Regions from separate parts of the Mus musculus genome. Here regions 1, 2 and 3 are each linked to region 4. The links are chromatin contacts, called in public Hi-C, HiChIP or PLAC-seq and promoter capture Hi-C maps. All regions are on one chromosome and are shown on one strand. The core of a region is the stretch at or near the end of the contact, and the rest is flanking DNA. Distances in the headings are between cores, read along the strand shown. Region 1 overlaps Ankfn1 (ankyrin-repeat and fibronectin type III domain containing 1). Region 2 overlaps Ankfn1 (ankyrin-repeat and fibronectin type III domain containing 1). Region 3 holds the start of Dgke (diacylglycerol kinase, epsilon). Region 4 holds the start of Nog (noggin).

Region 1 (2,757 bases), core at 237-2,736, 240 kb after region 4:
TAATTTGGGACTATCCCAGTCCAGGTGGGCGAGACAACTGTTTATTTTCCACCCAGGATTCAGGCTGCCCTTTTACAGTTTAAAGCAAGTGATTTCCAGGTGGGAAGGTTTACCGTGCCATCTAGGAGATTTTTGACTTGAATACAGCTTTACTTTGATTCCATCTTTTAAAGTCACGTGATTCTGAGTACTCTATCAAGGTCAGAGACTACTGGGTAGGTGGCTCGGTGGCTCAGGGGAGTGTGTCACAAGTTTTATCTTCAGTGCACCCTCAAGAGGCTGTGACAACATGTCTCTCGTCATAGTAGCATAACCTCTGGGAGTGTGCTGAACATCTAATCTAAAAATCAGAAGTCCAAAATGCCCCAAAACCTCACACATTTTGCATATAGATCCAACAGCAACAAGTGGAGAGGTCCATGCTGTTAAAACTATTAAAAATGTTGTATTAAAACACCCTCAGGCTACATGGCTAAGGTATATGAGGAACAAATGAATTTGTATTTAGACTTGCCTCAATATCCTAGGATGCCTCATTCTATGTGTAGAACTGTTTCAAAAGCCAAAGGACACATTTCAGTCCCAAGCATTTGGGGTAAATGGTAATTAATCCGCACTCAATGTCAGGCCAATGGGTCCAGGTCCTTGGCAAAGGAGCTGCAGGACTCCTCCAGTCCCTAATCTATTCTTCAATGGGTATTTATTCATGCCCTGAGCAAAGAAGATATACGGTGTCACACAACTGCTGGTTACCCACAGGTGTTAGATCCCCTGTGCACCTTGGAAACAGTATCCTTTTCCTGAGCATCCTGGATGCACCTTGGAAACAGTATCCTTTGTCCTGAGCATCCTGGATGCACCTTAGGAACAGTATCCTTTTCCTGAGCTTGCTTAGTCTCTCTGGCCTAATGACTCCTTCCCTCCTGACTTGCAGTCAGCCTTACAGTCATTTTGAATGTTTTGGTTCCTTAGCTATGCCAGATGTTTTCTTAACACCAGGCCTTTGCACACGATGTTCTGTCTGGGGGCTCAGCCCCTTTTTAATAGTTAACTCCTCTCCATCCTTGAAATTTCAGCTTAAACCTCTTCTCTAGGTTTTCCTAAGCCTGGGGGTCCTTGCTCTGTAGTCCGAGATGTGGCACCTGTGGCTCTCTCTTCCCATCACCTTTTGTCGCACTTGTTGTATATCTTCCATCTCCTTCATATTGTAGAGCTTGAGTGACTTCCAGGTCTCTTGTTCAATGCTGTGTCAGAGTGTCTAGCAGAGTTCCAGACATGTGGAAGGCATTCAGTAAACGTACAGTGTTTCGTCAATGTGTGTAGCATGTACTTGTTGAATATTGAATGAATAACTGAAAACCCCAGAAGAAAAACGTGAGGAGGCCTCAGGATGCTAAGATCTTGACGTTTTCTTGGTCTGCCCTGTCTACATCTTCTCACCAAGCACATGCACTGAAGATTTGCCTCCTCTGACTAATTCTTTTCAATTAATCTCAGCCCTCATGGATCACACCCTCACTCTGTCCCCCACTCCTGAGCACTTTCACAGCATGTTCTTGCTTTTTTGTTCTCCAGATGTTTCCTGGGGTTTGTGTCATGTCTACAAACTGGTATTCTCCAGTAACTCCTAGCATAAGCCTGCAATTAGCAGATGCCTTGATTCAACGAACAGCAGGCACTCAAATGGGGAGTTTCATGATCAGAGTCTTGTAGGAAGATGACTCTGGTTTGTGGGGGGATGGATGGCTTGGATGAGCCAGATTGAAAGGGGAGTTTACTAACGACTACAGCTCAGACTCGGGATCTCAAAGCAGACTTCTGCTCTCTTTTCCTCCTCCCCTCCGAGTCCTAACACCAGTGCCCTCATTGGGAACACCGTGAACGTTCCTTCCTTTCTCAGAACGTCCCTCCACCCAGTTCCACCCCCTCAGCCTTCTTCCTTGTTTAGGTTGTCATCATGCTTCACTGATTCTATTAAAATGTCCTTTGAAGAAAGAGATGACAATTTTATTTTCCCTCCTGCAGCCTCTGCAGCTCTTGGCCCATTGCCTTGCAGATAATAACTGCTCAGTGAACTCTAAGACAGGGAAGCCTTTATGAAGCTGGATGGTTGGAAGGGCATGAAGGAGAGTAGGGCTATCTTTCCAAAGACACACTTAATGAGAGAGATGTAACTGACCATAGTACAGGTGGAAATAAATAAGTGTCATTCACAGGATCCGAGGGGTATACATAGGGGACAGTTGGTCACTTCCTCCTCAGATGTGCAAGGAGTAGTGAAAGAAGGTTGTACTATTATGTGCAGGAATGAAGACTCCTGAAGATTGGCAAGGAGAGGAGCCCAAGGCACAGAGGCCCTTGGACTGTGGCAGGGATGAGTAGTCCCTGGGACTAGACTGCAGTAAATAGTCACAGATGAACTCATTAGAACTTGTTTCACAAAGCCTGGGGAGGACTTGATGCTGTGTTGAGTCTAGACTTCCTACTAGTGGTGATATGGATACCTAAAAAACAAACAAACAAACAAACAAACAAAACGCTAGGATAGTTGAGCAAAATCCCTCAGGTCTAGACTGGAGTAGAGTGAACCCACAAACAGAAAGATGCTAGTGCTCAGGGCCTGTGACAAGTAAACTAAGATACAAGAGCAAGGTGCACTCAGAGGCATTGAGATGGACTTGTTGACAGAAAGAAGCTAAAAGGGTTTCAAGTTCTAGTCTACATGGGCTCATTTCTAGGAGATGCATTCAGTTCAGT
Region 2 (3,031 bases), core at 88-2,587, 210 kb after region 4:
CAGAACTCCTTGAGTCCAGAAACTTGGTTTTTAGCCTGTGCTGAGGATTTGATCTAAAAGCATCATCTCCAGTGGTTATCTTACTTGGTATGGTGGTGAGTGCTTGCTGAATCGGGAGCAGTAGGGACACCTTCTGAACCAATAACAATGGGAATGTTAGGAATTAGGGATAAGAAGCTAGACTGTAGATACAAGCACAAAAAGGCACTGATAGAGGCAGTCAAAAGCACTGTTCAATTCTATCTGTAAGAGTTTAGGTTTTGACAAAGAGAGCTTGTTCTATGTGGGGTACATTTAAAAATTCAGAGCAAAAGCTGACTCCCAAGGGAAGGGAATCGTGCCATTTGCAATATTGTGGGTGAACCTGGAGAAACCAGACACGAAAATACAAACCTCAGGATTATATGTGTGTATGTGATATGAACCTTATAATGTTCACGTCACGCAATTAGAGAGCAGAAGGCTGTTTGCCAGCTCGCTGGAGGCTGGAGAGGTAAGACACCAAGGATCAGAGAGTGTAAACTTCCAGTTAGAAGTCTGACAAGTCCTGGGGAATCTATGTGCAGCATGAAGAATGCTGAATGTGCTAATGAATTTGACTATGGTGATTACTCTGCAGTGTATACAAATATCAAACCCTCATGCTTTGAAGATAATCACATTTCCCCCTGTCAATCAAATATCTAGAAATTAAGAGAAAGAAGCTGTTGTTGAAGAGTGGGTGATTGAAACGGAGACTGAAGCCACCTGAGAGTCATTATTTAGAGACACGGAATAGGGTCAGAGACCCACCCCCACATTTGGTGACATCCTTGCCTTTAGATTGCAATATGGATGTTAAGATGTTGAACATATAGTGGTTGAGATTCAAAAGTCTTTATGTATCTCAACTAGAGTTGAGATCCAGGACAAGGTCCTGGTGGCAAGATAGTGTGGTATGCGCAAGGACAGAAGGGTGACATAATGTGGGAGGTAAGCTTTGAGGAGCAGACTTGCAAGTCAGAGTGAGGATTTACACCCCTCTTTTAATGAGGCAGATAAGAATAAGTGATTCGCTCAGGAGACCCACTTAGGGCTCATTTTTCCATATTCTTAATGGCTGCAAATCTTTGTCCTTTGAGAGTTACCCAGTCTGTGGAACAGGGAGGGTGATGATGCTGGCTGGGTGTCACTAATCAACCAGTCTGGTTTTCTCATGCAGGGACTCTGAAGACAATCCCAAAAGTGTTTCGGGCCGTGCCAGCGCTGTTGCAGCGAGCGTGGCGTCTCCCAGGAGGGCCCGGGGAAAGACTAACATTGGCTTGGGTTGCAGACTTTCTGCTGCGTTTGTTTACACAAAGCCGGCCTCATTAGTTTATAGTCACACCTCTTAGACACAGCCTGCACCATTCCCAGCACCAGCACAGACTCCTGGCTACGGCAGAAATGAGGGGCACCTCCTGTGCGCTGGGGGTTGCAGCACAGGGGTCTGTACTGTCTGCAAGTGACAGTTGCTCTGTGGTGGTATTGTACGGCAGTCTCTGAATATGACGATTCTGGGCAGCACAGGGGGAGGCTTCTAGGGTGTGGGAGGGGCTCACCATACAGCAGAGTGGAGGGATCTGGAGAGACAGGAAGATGCAAGTCAAGGGAAAGAGAAGGAGCATCCCACATACAGAGGCGTGTCCCACAGTTTTGCTAGTCCACATCACTAGACAGTGAACAGTGAAAAACGGGCCAGGGGCCAGGTACACTGAGCATCAAACTTAGCAACTGTGTCGAGGGAATCATGGGAGCAGATACAACCCAAAATACTCCAAAGTACAAGTTCCTGGGAAATTTACATCATTTTCCTCTTATAGATAGAGGTGTCAGAAGATTAAAGTTTATATCAATGCTTTCTGAGTATCAAGTAGGTCTTTGGTACTAGGACCAAAGGATGAGGCAAAAATGCATGAATGTGGCCAGATCTGCACAAGGCAGGAATCCTAAGGAGCTGGTGTCTTTAGGACTGGTGGCATTGGCAGGCTTTCATGGTAGCAAATGAACAGCAGACTTGGGCTGTGACTAGCGGATGGAGTGGGATATGGTAAGTTAGGTAGAGAGAGGGGTTTGGTTGGGGCTTCTATACCCAAGGGCAGCAAGGCTTTCTCAGATAGCAGCTGCTCCACAGAGCGTCTTAGCTACTGGAAAGCCATCAGTGCCCAGAGCAAAAGTCCTGTGGTTCCCATGCTTAAGGGTGGTCCCTAGCGGCAGTCCTTCCAGGTTCTGGCCTGTTTCCTAGGGTCTTCCAAGCTTGTAGGGAAACATGTGGGATGCCCCTTTAGTTAACAGCCAGTATTTTCCTCAGTGGGAGTGACCGCTGCAGTAGATCCCCAGGGGTTAGCTGAGTTTCACTTGCCAGAGCCAACTTTGGGCCAAATGTATTCTATGAAAAAAAAAAAGCCCTCCAACAGTTCCCACAGCTTTAATTGCTTGTTCTTCTGGGTGGTGGAATCAAATCCGGTGCTATCCTCCCTCCTACCACCTGCAGTGTGAATCGTCTCTTTTCCCATGGTACCCATGCTGCGTCCATTATCCACCCATTACCCAGGAAGTAGCCAGCTCCAAGAACCAGATCGACTCCCATGACATTGTGGTGCTTGGGCTCAAAAATAACCCTTATCTGACTTAATAATGTTTCCCAAGGTGAGAGGGTGATAATAGTAAATTGTTATATTTTATTAGTAGTGTTATTATTAGTCTCTTATTGAATGTATAGGAGAAACATTACATGTAGTTACATACAGTGTTAAATATAGTGATAGATATAAACACATAGATGCTGCTATCCACAGTTTTAAGCACAGACTGGTGTCTTGAACATATGCTAATGGTAGACAACTTTTCTTTGTTCCACTTGATTAAAGGAGGGAGGAACATGAAATAAGTGCTGAATAAAGATAGTGGATTCATCTCCCGGCTAGGCTGAGGAGTCTGCAATTTTGAATGGCAACATCAAGGGATTCCCCTATGCATAGGGAGAAGTGTATGACTGAGCGTCAATGCTAGT
Region 3 (2,962 bases), core at 252-2,751, 240 kb before region 4:
GCACCCCCACACCCCATAAATAAATGAGTGGAAAACGTAAATCTCCTTTCCCGTCTTGTGTGTCAAACACTTGACTATGACACCAATCGCTACAATAGCTACAGAAATTTAAAGCCCTGCTTTGGGTTGACCCTTGTTTTCATAGTTCCAAATCAAGAACAAATTGGTTTTGTGACTGGCATAAGGTTCTTTGTGTACCCTTCATTCTTCCTTATGTAAAGTGGGATGCTACAGAGTAGCCACGAGCCAGGCAGCACTTAAACAGGCCTTTGATGAAAATTAAGAGCCTTGGCAGGGGTGGGAATTTAGGGGTGGTGTTGGTGGTGGAATTCAGTTGTTAGAGAGCTTGAATAACATGCTTAAGGCTTTTGGGTTGGATACCCAGCACCTCATGAACTGGTTCAGGTGATGCAAACCTGTATTTTCAGCACGGGGAGGCGAAGCATTAAAAGTTCAAGGTCATCTGCTATCCTTAGTGAGTTTGAGGCTAGCCCGGGCCACAGGGGAGAGACTGTCTCACAAAGGGTAAAAACAAAAATAAAAACAAACAAAAACACCAACCAACATCTACATGAGACTTGCTTCAAACGCCAGGGATGCCGTGAATAGTTTGGGCCATTTGCTGAGATGAATTTAGGTCTCACCACCCACTGTTTACAATCCTGCCTCCCATAAAAGCCATACCTGTAATCGCACAGTTTAGGCTGGCTGCCACACTGCTGCCTGCAGAATACACAGTAAGAGCACAGGGGCACGTTGCCGCGGATCCAGTGGTGGGGCATGGCATCTGCGGCCTTGTCGTTCTTGAGCATGATCTCCTTGCACGGGAAGCGCTTGTCGACCTTCTTGAGGCAGCCCTCGTCCACGCGGAGCCCACAGCAGTCGCAGAAGGCTCCTTGCAGGATGTGCTGCGCGCACACGCAGCAGTAGGTGGGGTGGCTGAACAGGTCGGTGTCACGCCAGCAATGCTTGCTCTTGCGGAAGATATCCCTGCGGTGCAGCTGCCGGCGCGACCGCTGCAGGCTACACCATAAAGTGATGAACACCGGCAACAGCACGGAGCACAGCGTCCATAGGACCAAGTGGCCATCAGGGAGCAGGCTCTGGGCGGGTGGGCCGGACCGCTGGTCCCCCTCCATCTTCTCAGGCCCAGGCGTGGCCTATGGAGCGCCGGGTCCAGAAGGCTTGCCTTCGGATTCACTGCGTGGGGTTGCGGCTCGTCCCGAGGCTGCGCGTGGCCTCGGCCCCGGGAAAGGCGCAGGTCGCACCCGCGGGCTCCGTGCAGTACAGGCTTGGCTCGCGGCCACTGCGTTCACAACGGCTGTCGCGCTGAGCCTCGCCCGTGCCTCTCTCGCGAGGTCTCCGGAGACCCCCCCCCCAACCCCCCAGTTCGCTCTCGCGGTCGCCGGTACCACCTACAGCCAAGCCTCCGGCCGCCGTCCCACCCTCAGGCCGCGAGATCTGCGTGGGATGAGGAGGCCGCGCTTGAGAAGCGCACCTGCGCAGTCCGCACGCCGGCCGGCAGCTCGGCGAGGGCTGGGAGGGGCCTGACGCGCCCACAACTTGGGCGGGGCCAGGTAGGACAAAGCCAATGGCGGTGCTTTCCGATGGTGGGCGGAGCTAGAGGAAGGCGGAGTCTGCGCTGATAAAATTTGTAGGCGGGACCAGGTGTAGGGCGGGGCTCGCGGCGGCGCTCCCCTTGGGTGGGAGGGGGTCAGGTATGAGGGCGTGGCGGAGGCTAAGAGGTGGCTTGGAAAGTTGAAAGACTTCAAGGGTCTGGACCATCTAGGAAAGGATGAGCAGAGGAACGGATAAGATGGTGTGGAATGAGGCATGGTTTAGGGAAATCAGGGGCGGAGTAAGTACATGGTTGACTATCAAAAGTTCAGAACCAAAGGAAGTTCTACCATAAGTGACTTAACAGTATTTGACCTTTAGCCTGATCCCCTTCTTCAACGGTGAAGGTGGAATTGGCATGATTATGGATATCGGGGAATCCTGGATGGAGAAAACTGGCTCTTTTGAAGGTGTTATGTTCATTCAGAACACAAGTCAAAGACTGCCAAAAGTTACCAGTGTATTATATAAATATAATAAAATAATAAAATAACTGGACATGTGGCCCACATGTGGATGGACCTCTGTGAGTTCAGGGCCAGCCTGATCTACATAGTGTGAGGACCAAAACAGGAAAAATAAAGCATACAGGTTAAGAGTTCTGTTTGTATTTAAGGATAAGTTCCTGTTTGTCTTGTGTTTGTTTGACCCATCTGCACGGATGTGTTTGATTACATGTGGACCGGAAGTAAATCAGGGTCACATGTAGGCAGGAAATACATCAAGATTTACGCTTGCCCCCAGTTGAACCAGACGGGAAATGCAGTGAATTGTGGGTTTTGCCTTTTTAAGCCCGTGCAAAGCACGACTTGAGGCCATTCTCTGGGAACCCCGAGATGAACTTGGCCAGAGAGTCCATCACCTTGGCCAGTATTTAATTAAAGCTTACATTAAATTTGGTTTTAAATTGTGGTAGTGGTCTTATTCTCTACTGAGGGATTATCACGAGTTCTTGGTCAACTAGGGATACACAATAAGACAAACAAAACAAACAAAACAATGCAAAACCAACCAAACAAGCCGGGCAGTGGTGGCGCACGCCTTTAATCCCAGCACTCGAGAGGCAGAGGCAGGCAGATTTCTGAGTTCGAGACCAGCCTGGTCTACAAAGTGAGTTCCAGGACAGCCAGGGCTGTTCAGAGAAACCCTGTCTTGAAAAACAAAAACAAAAACAAACAAACAAAAAAAACCCAACCAAACAACAACAACAACAAAAACCCGAACCAAAACAACCCCAGGGATAAGAGTTCACCTGATTTACTTCCGGTCCACATGTGATCAAACACATCCGTGCAGATGGGTCAAACAAACGCAAGACAAACAGGAACTTATCCTTAAATACACT
Region 4 (3,033 bases), core at 280-2,779:
GCTTGCCTTTTTAAAATACAGTAGAAGCCGGGTAACTTTTGACGTATAATACTGACCTTTTAATAAGTAAATTAAAACTGGGACCGTATATACACACACATATACATTCCTACACAGTTAAACAGTGCATTACAGGAACCAGAAAGCCAGGTCTCTGTAGCCAAGAAGAAAAAAAGTTCATTGAAAACCCTCGCTAGAGGGTGGTGAAACTGGTTGGAGGTGGTGGGGGTAGGGGGGGCGTTGGTGGGGATCCATCAAGTGTCTGGGCGCGGGCAGGGGGCCCCCCCGAGTTCTAGCAGGAACACTTACACTCGGAAATGATGGGGTACTGGATGGGAATCCAGCCGCAGCGCTGACCCCCGCGCCGCTGACAGCGCCACCGCAGCACCGTGAGGTGCACAGACTTGGATGGCTTACACACCATGCCCTCGGGCACAGAGCAGGAGCGCTTGCTGAAGCAGCTGCCCACCTTCACGTAGCGTGGCCAAAAGCGGCTGCCTAGGTCATTCCACGCGTACAGCACCGGGCAGAAGGTCTGTGACCACAGCCACATCTGTAACTTCCTCCTCAGCTTCTTGCTCAGGCGCTGTTTCTTGCCTTGGGCCAAGCCCTCGGAGAACTCCAGCCCTTTGATCTCGCTCGGCATGGCCCCCGACGGCCGCTGCCGCAGCAGCTGGTCCAGCTCCGCCAGGTCCTCGGCACCTCCAGCCGGTCCCCCGCCCCCTCCGGGTCGGTCCTCAGGGGGCGAAGTAGCCATAAAGCCCGGGTCGTAGTGGCCCCCGAGCAGCGAGCGCAGCAGCGTCTCGTTCAGATCCTTCTCCTTAGGGTCAAAGATAGGGTCTGGATGTTCGATGAGGTCCACCAGGGGCAGGTTGTCGCTGGGTGCTGGGCGGATGTGTAGATAGTGCTGGCCGCCGGCTGGTGCTGCCCGCAGCCCCAGGACCACCACCAGGGCGTAGAGGGTGACCCCCAGGCTGGGGCAGCGCTCCATGCCTCCCGCGCGCGCCCCGGGGCTGCCTCTTCGTCCCGCGTCCCCGGAGGAGAGCACGCCGAGTCCGCGGCGCTGCCGTGCTCCCCGGTCCCTCCGGAGGTGGCTCACCCGAGGCTGAGCAGGCGCAGGGCAGGCAGCATGAGCCGCGAGGAGAGCCGTTCGCGCAGCGCCGGCTCCCGCCGCGGCGCAGAAGACGCGCACGAGTTGGTCGCAATTCCCCCCCGCCGCTCTACTTGGGAAGGCGGCCGCGGTCGGGCATCCGAGATTACTCCAGCGCGACCGTGGGGCGCTGGGGGCGCCGGCTCCTCGCTGTTCTCCCGGGCTGCCGGCGGCGCAGGGCGCGTGGACGAGCCTTTTCCCTCCTCCTCCTCCGGTCGCTCGGCGTCTTGTTTCTCTGTGCGGAGCCTCCGGTAGAGCGGGTCCTGGGCCACTTCTCTCTGCCTGCTCCGGGCAGCGCAGCCGGCTCTGCCCGGCGGACTCCAGCGGCGGTGGCGGCGGTGGCGGCGGCGGCGTCCGCGCACGTTGGCACCGGTTTGTCTGTCTCGCAGGGTCCAAGCCTTTAAATTTCCTGCACTTTCAGCTCCATCACCATGGAAACCACTGACTCTCTCTCCGCGTTGCCCCCTCCCCCTTCTTCCCCCCAAACAACAACCCCACCCCCAACTCCTCCACCCGCGAGGAGCCGGAGACGCACGGGCTCGGGGGGAAAGCGACTGCACTGGTCGCCGCGGCGGCGGCGGCGGCGGCGGCTCCGGCAGCGCCCAGGACTGTGCCCCGCCGGACCCAGATGCCCCGGGAAGCCGACAGTCAGGCTGCCCGCCGGAGCTCACAGGCGGCGGCGGCGCGGCAGCGGCGGTGGCGGCGGCGGCGGTGGCGCTTGGCAGGTCTCCGCGCAATTTTCTCTCCCCCCCCCAACCCCCGCCCCGGTTCTCCTCCTCCTACAAAATGCACCGCCCCCCTCCTTTCTCCTGGAGCAATGCAATGGGGCTCTAGGCGCCCCGCCAGGGCCAGTCCCGGGGAAAGCTCGTGGCGGCGCTGGAGCCAGGCTGGAGGGTGCAGGGCTGGAGTTGAGGGGTGTGGGGTTGTCGAGGTGGGGCTGGGGGACTCTCACTAGCTGAGTGATTTGTACCGGGAGGGGAGCAGCAGGGAGATGCCGGGGGCCCGGTTTCCAGTGCAGTTCCTAGCAAGAAATTTCTCCATGTGCATGGAGCATTTTCCCGGGTGCGTGTCTTTTTTACACTCTCTCTCTCTCTCTCTCTCTCTCTCTCTCTCTCTCTCTCTCTCTCTCTCTCTCTCTCTCTCTCGGGCTTGGGGTAAGTCCCCTCCCCCCAACACACACACACACACACACACACACACACACACACACACACACACACACACACACACACACCAAGAGCCGCAGCGTTGCGCAGCGTGATGTAATTTCTAGGTAGCACCCCTTCTCTGCCCCTCAGATCCACGAAGCGGGGAGTCGGGGGTCTTCTCACCCTCCTCCTTCGCCTAGTCCTACCGGGTGAGTGGCGGGGAGATAGAGGTACATCCTCCTAGCCTGTGGCTCTCCTAATCTTCGCTGCTTGGTACAACTAGCTCTCACCTCCCTGGGGGCGGCGCGCCCTCTGCTGGCCCTTTGTGATCCCTGCATTTAGTTCTGGCTGGTGTGTGTGTGTGTGTGTGTGTGTGCGCATCTGTGCCATATTTACACACTGACAGGCACTTTATGCTTTTGAATGCTTTCTCATAGATCTCCAGACTTAGTGTAAACAAAGATCCTGAGATTTTCCTCCAAGGTACTTCGATTTCACAAGTACACAGGTTTGCATCATCTGGCTGGGGCAAACAGCCTCAGTGGGCAGAGAGTGGTGACTAGAAAAGGAAATGTATACTAGAAATAAGGTACCCTAGTTCTGGATGCTGTCCACTCTGGCACATCTATGTAGACCTTGGGTAAGTCGCTTGGGTGGCACTCTAAACTTTAGTTTTTGGATTAGTGACCTAAGTTCCCCCCCCCCCCCAACCATCTTATAGTTCTAACAACTGAG

The links. A called contact is a pair of places that touch in the nucleus more often than the background predicts. HiChIP or PLAC-seq counts read pairs in DNA pulled down with a chosen protein or histone mark. Capture Hi-C pulls out chosen DNA fragments and counts their contacts.
Region 1: a Hi-C map of uterus shows a contact between it and region 4, with 9 times the contacts expected there. The contact joins the enhancer-like site here to the promoter of Nog in region 4. A contact is called at or near these places in 7 of 484 Hi-C or Micro-C datasets (cerebellum, cerebral cortex, embryonic fibroblasts and 3 more), 4 of 115 datasets of contacts at active chromatin or transcription factors (craniofacial prominence, embryonic forebrain, embryonic midbrain and 1 more) and 1 of 9 other capture datasets (embryonic stem cells).
Region 2: an H3K4me3 HiChIP or PLAC-seq map of embryonic limb bud shows a contact between it and region 4, with 2.7 times the contacts expected there. The contact joins the enhancer-like site here to the promoter of Nog in region 4. A contact is called at or near these places in 1 of 39 promoter capture datasets (neural stem cells), 3 of 484 Hi-C or Micro-C datasets (cortical neurons, embryonic stem cells and myocytes) and 3 of 115 datasets of contacts at active chromatin or transcription factors (embryonic forebrain, embryonic limb bud and embryonic midbrain).
Region 3: a contact with region 4 is called in a promoter capture Hi-C map of liver. The contact joins the promoter of Dgke here to the promoter of Nog in region 4. A contact is called at or near these places in 10 of 39 promoter capture datasets (the 3T3-L1 cell line, embryonic stem cells, hippocampal neurons and 3 more), 2 of 15 datasets of contacts at CTCF or cohesin (embryonic stem cells and thymocytes), 2 of 484 Hi-C or Micro-C datasets (both in embryonic stem cells), 12 of 115 datasets of contacts at active chromatin or transcription factors (bone marrow-derived macrophages, double positive thymocytes, embryonic stem cells and 3 more) and 3 of 9 other capture datasets (adipose tissue, embryonic stem cells and liver).

The regions. Positions count from the first base shown.
Region 1 is chr11:89,540,600-89,543,356 of GRCm38.p6, forward strand. All of the region lies in intron 2 of Ankfn1 (ankyrin-repeat and fibronectin type III domain containing 1), which reads right to left. Among named protein-coding and RNA genes, the nearest start is that of Ankfn1, 150 kb to the right of the region's middle. Within about 2 kb of position 1,487, at least 3 of the 459 cell types and tissues checked have an H3K27ac peak or open chromatin away from gene starts, as enhancers often do. A contact at or near this core is called in uterus, where this site is marked.
Region 2 is chr11:89,514,239-89,517,269 of GRCm38.p6, forward strand. All of the region lies in intron 5 of Ankfn1 (ankyrin-repeat and fibronectin type III domain containing 1), which reads right to left. Among named protein-coding and RNA genes, the nearest start is that of Gm42088, 140 kb to the left of the region's middle. Within about 2 kb of position 1,338, at least 14 of the 459 cell types and tissues checked have an H3K27ac peak or open chromatin away from gene starts, as enhancers often do. A contact at or near this core is called in embryonic limb bud, where this site is marked.
Region 3 is chr11:89,059,247-89,062,208 of GRCm38.p6, forward strand. Dgke (diacylglycerol kinase, epsilon) reads right to left here and starts at 1,502. Exons shown (of 11, transcript NM_019505.4): 1 at 685-1,502. The coding sequence starts at 1,139. It overlaps Dgkeos (diacylglycerol kinase, epsilon, opposite strand), which reads left to right and starts at 1,505. Exons shown (of 4, transcript NR_110336.1): 1 at 1,505-1,577.
Region 4 is chr11:89,301,030-89,304,062 of GRCm38.p6, forward strand. Nog (noggin) reads right to left here and starts at 1,530. Exons shown (of 1, transcript NM_008711.2): 1 at 1-1,530. The coding sequence starts at 991. The coding sequence ends at 293.